Linked DNA regions of Sus scrofa: region 1 is linked to region 2. The links are chromatin contacts, called in public HiChIP or PLAC-seq maps. All regions are on one chromosome and are shown on one strand. Each heading gives the region's core, a stretch centred on a gene start, on an enhancer-like site or on the middle of the called end of the contact. The rest is flanking DNA. Distances are from core to core; before and after follow the strand shown. Region 1 overlaps IPPK (inositol-pentakisphosphate 2-kinase). Region 2 has its middle 15 kb from the start of ZNF484.

Region 1 (3,235 bases), core at 85-2,584, 420 kb after region 2:
AAACAGTCACAGAAGAGACAGCCTCCAGGTCCCAGGAGAAGCCAGCTTTCCTCCTTCCACAAAACAAGACTGACTATTCTATTAAATGATATAACTGCTGATTATAAAACTAATGCTGCTGAGAGACATTAGTAACTAATCGCAGAACCACAGCACGTTCAGACTGTCTGTGTCTAGATGAAGAAAACAGGGCCAAGACACAGTTCAGGCTCTGAACAAGGCTGCTGCCTCCTTCCCCCTTGTCGGCCCTTTCCACCCATGAGGCCCAGCTCCTCACTGCTCCCCAAAACAGGGACTCTGGGGTGCAGTCGTCTTCTTTCACTTTCCTAATCAAATATGGAAGGACTTTTATACTGGCTCATTGCATGCCCTGCCTGGCTGTGCTTTAGAAGAAGATACATTTTGTCCCTCAACAACATGGATTTTACATCTTTGTCTCTATGAAAGGAAAGACTGTGACATGGTTACTGTCATTATGGTCACAAGCAAGTACAGGGAAGGTACATGAGGTATTGAGGGGAAAATATGTGAGATGATATGGGGAGAAGGTATATAAGGAGATGAGGAGGAGTTTGGAGGTGATGGAGGAAGGTCTGGGAGGTGATGAGGGAGGGAATGGGAGGTAATGGGGGAAGTTTGGGAGGTGATGGGGGAGGGAATGGGAGGTGATGGGGGAAGTTTGGGAGGTGATGGGGGAAAGCCTGGGAGGTGATGGGGGAGGTTTGGGAGGTGATGGGGAGGTATGGGAGGCAGGGGAGCTGTTGGGGGGAAGGTATGGGAGTGCAAGGCACATACAGTGATGGCCGGGAGTACGTGAGCTGGCGGCGGGGGCAGAGGGACAGGTACAAAAATCCGAGTCTCCCCTCTTACCGCAAGAGGATAAGCAGCTGGGTGGTGCCAGCTTCTTGGGGAACGTCTTCAGGACTGCTGACCCTAGGGCCTGGCCCACCTCCGTGGCTCAGTCTACTTGGCTTTCCTCCAGACTCCTCCAGGCCCGTGTGCAGCCCAGCCCATCTTCCTTTCCCTATGTCTCCCCCAACTCTTTCAGCTTCCTCTCAGCTCCCAAATGCATTTGTGTTTTTATTAATTAACTCTGAGTCAGATATTCCCCGAGTGATCTGCATATCTGATGCCCAGAACTGTATTCATGAGCTCCTAGGATTTCTACCCCTGATAATGAAGATCCTGGCAAAAGACCTACCAAAAACTGTATCCTATCTAACCTGAGCAACCACATCAAACACATTACAAGTGGGGTGTTAGAAACTCTTACCTGGCCTTTCACACTGTATCTTTAAACAAAGCTGTTTCACAAAATCTAAAGGCAGCTGAACAACTTCCTGTAAGAATAAGAAATACTCAGTGTGAGTTGCACAACAATCTGAACGTACCTAATGCCACAGAATTGAACACTTAAAAATGGTTAAAAAGGTCAATTTTATGTTACCACATTAAAAGTACTCAGTCTGTGGGGTTTAGGGATAAAAGGTGCTTTGTTATTTTAAAGATATGTCCATATTAGACAGACACACTAAGGTTTCTGTGCACTAAGAGGAACAAGCCCTCCTCGGAGTGGCTGGCCAGCAGCGTGCCCTGTGTCACCCACAGTCAGTGTCCACAGAGTGCTCCTCACAGGGCTCCTCCTCTGTCTTCACCATGCCCTCATCCTCATTCTCACATGTCTGTGGATGGCAGAGCCGGGGCCAAGGCCGCTCTCAGCCTGCACGAAGCTCCTCATCAGCTGTCCCCAGCCACCCTGAGGTGTCTTACACTCCAGCTCAAAGAAAGGGGTCTGATTAAATATTAATCTCCAAGAAGACGTCCTGTGCGCCCACTGGCCATGGGACTTAGGATGGCTAACATCTGGTGCATTTGGGCAAAAAGCAAAGGAGCAACTTCTCTCTGCTTCACCATTTCTTTGCAATCTCCCAAACTAAGAGCTTCTACTTAGTCCACATTGCTCACCACCATCCCCGTGTGGCCGGGGTGGCAGAGTACTGACTTCCTGAGAAATCCCCAGGGGACACAAGAGACCTACCAAGAATGAGAAGGCTGGGATCCTGCCCACTTACATGCCCACCTTCTCCATCCTGCCCGGCGCCACCTAACCTCGGGCTCACAGGAAGACAGGACCAGGCCAGTCCCCAAACCAGCCAGGCAGGGCCCGAGGTAGCGTGGACACAAGAGTGTGTCATCTGAGCCTTGCTCTCTCACCACTGCTGGGCTAGCCTTATCTTGCCCCAGGACACAGAGCAGGGAGAAGCTCTTGCCTGGGCTCTATTTTACCCTGGCTTGTGTCATGGGTCAGAGAAAACAGCATCGTGTACATACGCTGACTCCGCCTGAACATGGTCTTGTTCGGGCCAGAGCTGTGCTCTGCAACCCACACTGCACCAGAGCTGGGTCAGAGTGGCAGACGTCCCTGGACACAACAACCACTGGAAGGAAAGCAGGCTGTGCTTGACTCTGGCAGTGTCTTCCTGCGAGGGGGCCACGTCAACAGGATGGATGTTCCTGAAATGTGACCTCTGGGCTCACCCCTCATGCCCAGAGCCCCGTCCACTGTGGACAAAGAGATCCCAAACCCAGACCAGAGCAGGCCCTGGGCACATCCTGATGCTATTCCCACCTGCCACCGGCCCCTCCTGGAAGTAAGGTCTAGAGCCCCCGAGCTGTGAGACAGAGCGACACTCCTAGGTGGCCAGACAAGAGTGCTCCCTCCCCAGGAAGGAAGCTAGGGGCCGGCACACCTGCTTTCACTCAGACACTGTCTAGGCCAAAAGGAGGTGCCACACAGACAGCTCAGAGATTCAGACTCTCACAGCCAGTGGGTTCCAGGATCTCACAATTCAATGGGACAGGTGGGGACCTCACTAGGGGGGTGCTAGCCCCCAGGATGGCCCCAGTCACCCTTGCCCATGTAGCCCCACAATGCCTAGAGCTGACCTGTGAAGCCCCAGGAGGCCTCTGAAATGACAGGCACAACCCTGGGATAGGCAGTCTCAGACCATACACTGGGGAAGCCAGGGCCGCACCTCAACAGTGGGTGGAGCCTTGCAGTGAGTCCACCTGGGAGGTGCTGAGGCTCCCCGTCAACAGCTGGCACTACCCCACCAGCTCCATGGCTCTGAGCTACCCTGGGAAAGGATCCTTAGCCCCAGCCTTCAGATAAACCTGCAGCCCCCATGCCCCACGGCAGCACTACCAGCAGTATACCCTAAGCTGTCAGACGATG
Region 2 (2,944 bases), core at 80-2,579:
TTCTTTTCTGAATAGTTCATTAGTGTGTAGAAATGCTACCAATTTATGTATATTAATTTTGCATCCTGTAACTTTACTGAATTCATTGATTGGATCTAACGGTTTCTGGGTGGAGTCCTTAGGATTTTCTTGTCAGAAAATTCCAACATTTGTTTAAATTCAGTGTTGGGTGTCAGTTGATTCTTCTCACTCAAGTTGTGATTTTCTTGGTTCTTAAAGGGTGATTTTTCTATTGTTAGAAGGGTTTGGTTCTTATTTAAATCTTTCATTTTAGCAGGAGGGAACCCATTCTGTTTATTAAACAGGTCCTGACCTCCTTTTTTGAACAGTGATTCCAAGTGATACATTAGCTTTTAGCAGCGTTGTGGTGTCATTTTGGTCTGCTTAACTTGTGCCACTGGGGTTCCTACTGGTCCTGGATGGTGCTGCCAGGGATGCTTGGTCTCTCATTGGAAGAAAGGGTTTTCTAGCCTTGAGGGACAAAGAGGCTGCTTGCCTGTCCCAGAGCTTATAGAGGGAGCTCCCCTATCTTTGGAGATAAGAGAGCACTACAGGCCACATGCTTATTATGGACAGACATTCCTACACACACACACACACACACACACACACACACACACACACACACACACACCTCCCCAGTTACCTTAGCCACCTCTTGGGCACGAGAGGGGAGTCTCAAGTCAATGAAGACAAGAGGCTGCCTTGGATCCATGTTTGTGGCAGGATGCACGCTACCATTCACCCCTTGTAACACCAGGTCTCTGGGTGCTAGATGGGCTTATTGTTTAGTGCTCTTTATTGGTGTCTCCTTGTTGATGGTACTGGATTTGCCTGGTGTAGTTTGAGGGATTTCTGTTTGATCAGAGGGAGCAATGAACTACCTTATCTCTCTTCTGTTGCTAGTTTGGGTGACTCTTTAGTTGGGTGGGGAAATTTAAGACATCCTACCACTGTGTTGTTCTCCCAGTCATGGCATTCCAAACCAGTTCACCTTCCTCTTAGCACCTTTAAGAGGTCTTCTTTGGTTGCATGTTTAGTTATTTCCATGGATTATAGTTGTTCTTATCTATGGGAGCAAGAAAAACAGGTCTATGCCATCTTGTATGGACCTGAAGTCTAGGTTTCTTAAAGAACCTTCTAAAACTTTTCCAAATCAATGGTCTTGTTTTACATTCTCAACAGCAGTGTATGAGGTCCAGTTGCTTTTATATCCTTGCCAACACATCATATGATCACACTTTTAGCTTTTAGTCATTCTAGGGGGTGTGTAAATATTCTCATTGTGGCTTCTTTTTTTTTTTTTTTTGTGCACCCACAGCATGTGGAAGTTCCCTGACCAGAGACAATCTGCGCCACAGCAGTGACCCAAGCTATTATACTGACAAAGCCAGATCTTTAACCCATTGCACCACAGGGGTACTTCTCATTGTGGCTTTAATTTCCACTTCCCTAATGACTAATGATGCTAAAATTCTTCATGTGCTTATCATTTGGATACCTTCTTTGGTGAAATGTCTATTTAAATCTTTAGACAAATGAAAAAAAAAAAAGCTGGGTGCTTATTATGGTGTAAGAGATCCTTAATACCTTTGCCAGGTATGTTTTCCAAATATTTCTTCTTAGTCTGTGGGTTGCCTTTTCATTATGTATGTATCTTTTGAAGACGCAGTCTTCAGTTTTCCAAGCCCAATTTACTTACATTTTCTTTTATAGTTTGTGCTTTTATAACCTATTTGTGAAATCTTTGCCTAGCTCAGAGTATATATACTGCGCTCTAATAAATTATCACAAACTTAGAAGGTTAAAACAACACAAATTTACTACTTCACAGAGGTTGGTAGGCCTGAAGTCTGGTGGATTTTTATGATTTCTTTGCTGAGTCTCACAAGGCCAAAGTGAAGGTGTTGATGGCCTTGGTTCTTATCAGGACCTTCTGGGAAGAACCCATTTCTAAAGTCAGTCAGGCTACTGGCAGATTCTAGTTTCCTTTGGCTATAGTACTGAGCTGTTTCTTTGCTATCATCTGGGGTTAACCTTAGCTCCTAGAGGCCTATTTCTACCTCTTCCACATGGGCCATCACATCATAGAACCAGCGACAGCACAGCAGATCCTCAAGTTTGGAAACTACTCCTTCTTCTGCCAATTTGTCTTGCTTCCAGCCAGAGGAAGTTCTCTTCTTTTAAAGGCTCCTGTGATTAGACTGGGCCCACCCAGATAAACCAGGATAATGTCTTTAAACTTTAAACCCTATAACATTAATCACATCTGCAGAGATGTGATCTCAGCATGTAATATATTTACAGAGATTAAGGTATGGGCATCTTTGAGGGACTATTCCGCCTACCACAGGTTACTAAAAGTATCTTCTTTTCTTTGATAAATTTTATAATTTAAGCTCTCACATTTAGATCTGTTAAATATATACACTTGCATTGTGGTGGAAATACATATCTTTTGCTATATTATATATTTTGATATACTTTGAGTCCTTCTGCATATGGAGAGGTGTTAATCAAGGTTTGTGTGAGTATATGACTATGATAATTCACTTGTTTCAGCAATGTTTTGGGGAAAAGATTATTCTTTTCCCATGGACATCCTTGGCATCATAAAAAAAAATCAATTAATAATATGTGTAGACCTATTTCTGGATTTTCTAGTCTGCCCTAATCTGTTATCTTTATGCCAATTCCATAGCTAATGATGGAATTCCTGTCGTGGTTCAGCAGTAACGAACCCAACTAGCATCCATGAGGATGCAGGGTCAATCCCTGGCCTTGTTCAGTGGGTTAAGGATCCAGCGTTGCCCTGAGCTGTGGTGTACGTTGCGGATGCACCTTGGATCCTGCATTGCTGTGGCTGTGGTGTAGGCTGGCAGCTGTACTCCAATTAGACCCCTAGCCTGGGAACCTCCACATGCCACAGGTGTGGCCCTAAAAA

Evidence for each region. HiChIP or PLAC-seq counts read pairs in DNA pulled down with a chosen protein or histone mark.
Region 1: an H3K27ac HiChIP or PLAC-seq map of alveolar macrophages shows a contact between it and region 2. The contact joins two enhancer-like sites. A contact is called at or near these places in 1 of 47 Hi-C or Micro-C datasets (embryonic fibroblasts) and 1 of 2 datasets of contacts at active chromatin or transcription factors (alveolar macrophages).

What each region holds. Positions count from the first base shown.
Region 1 is chr3:42,352,382-42,355,616 of Sscrofa11.1, forward strand. IPPK (inositol-pentakisphosphate 2-kinase) reads right to left here. Exons shown (of 13, transcript XR_002342483.1): 4 at 1,274-1,340. Among named protein-coding and RNA genes, the nearest start is that of IPPK, 14 kb to the right of the region's middle. Within about 2 kb of position 1,335, at least 4 of the 83 cell types and tissues checked have an H3K27ac peak or open chromatin away from gene starts, as enhancers often do. A contact at or near this core is called in alveolar macrophages, where this site is marked.
Region 2 is chr3:41,932,467-41,935,410 of Sscrofa11.1, forward strand. No RefSeq gene overlaps it. Among named protein-coding and RNA genes, the nearest start is that of ZNF484, 15 kb to the left of the region's middle. Within about 2 kb of position 1,330, at least 1 of the 83 cell types and tissues checked has an H3K27ac peak or open chromatin away from gene starts, as enhancers often do. A contact at or near this core is called in alveolar macrophages, where this site is marked.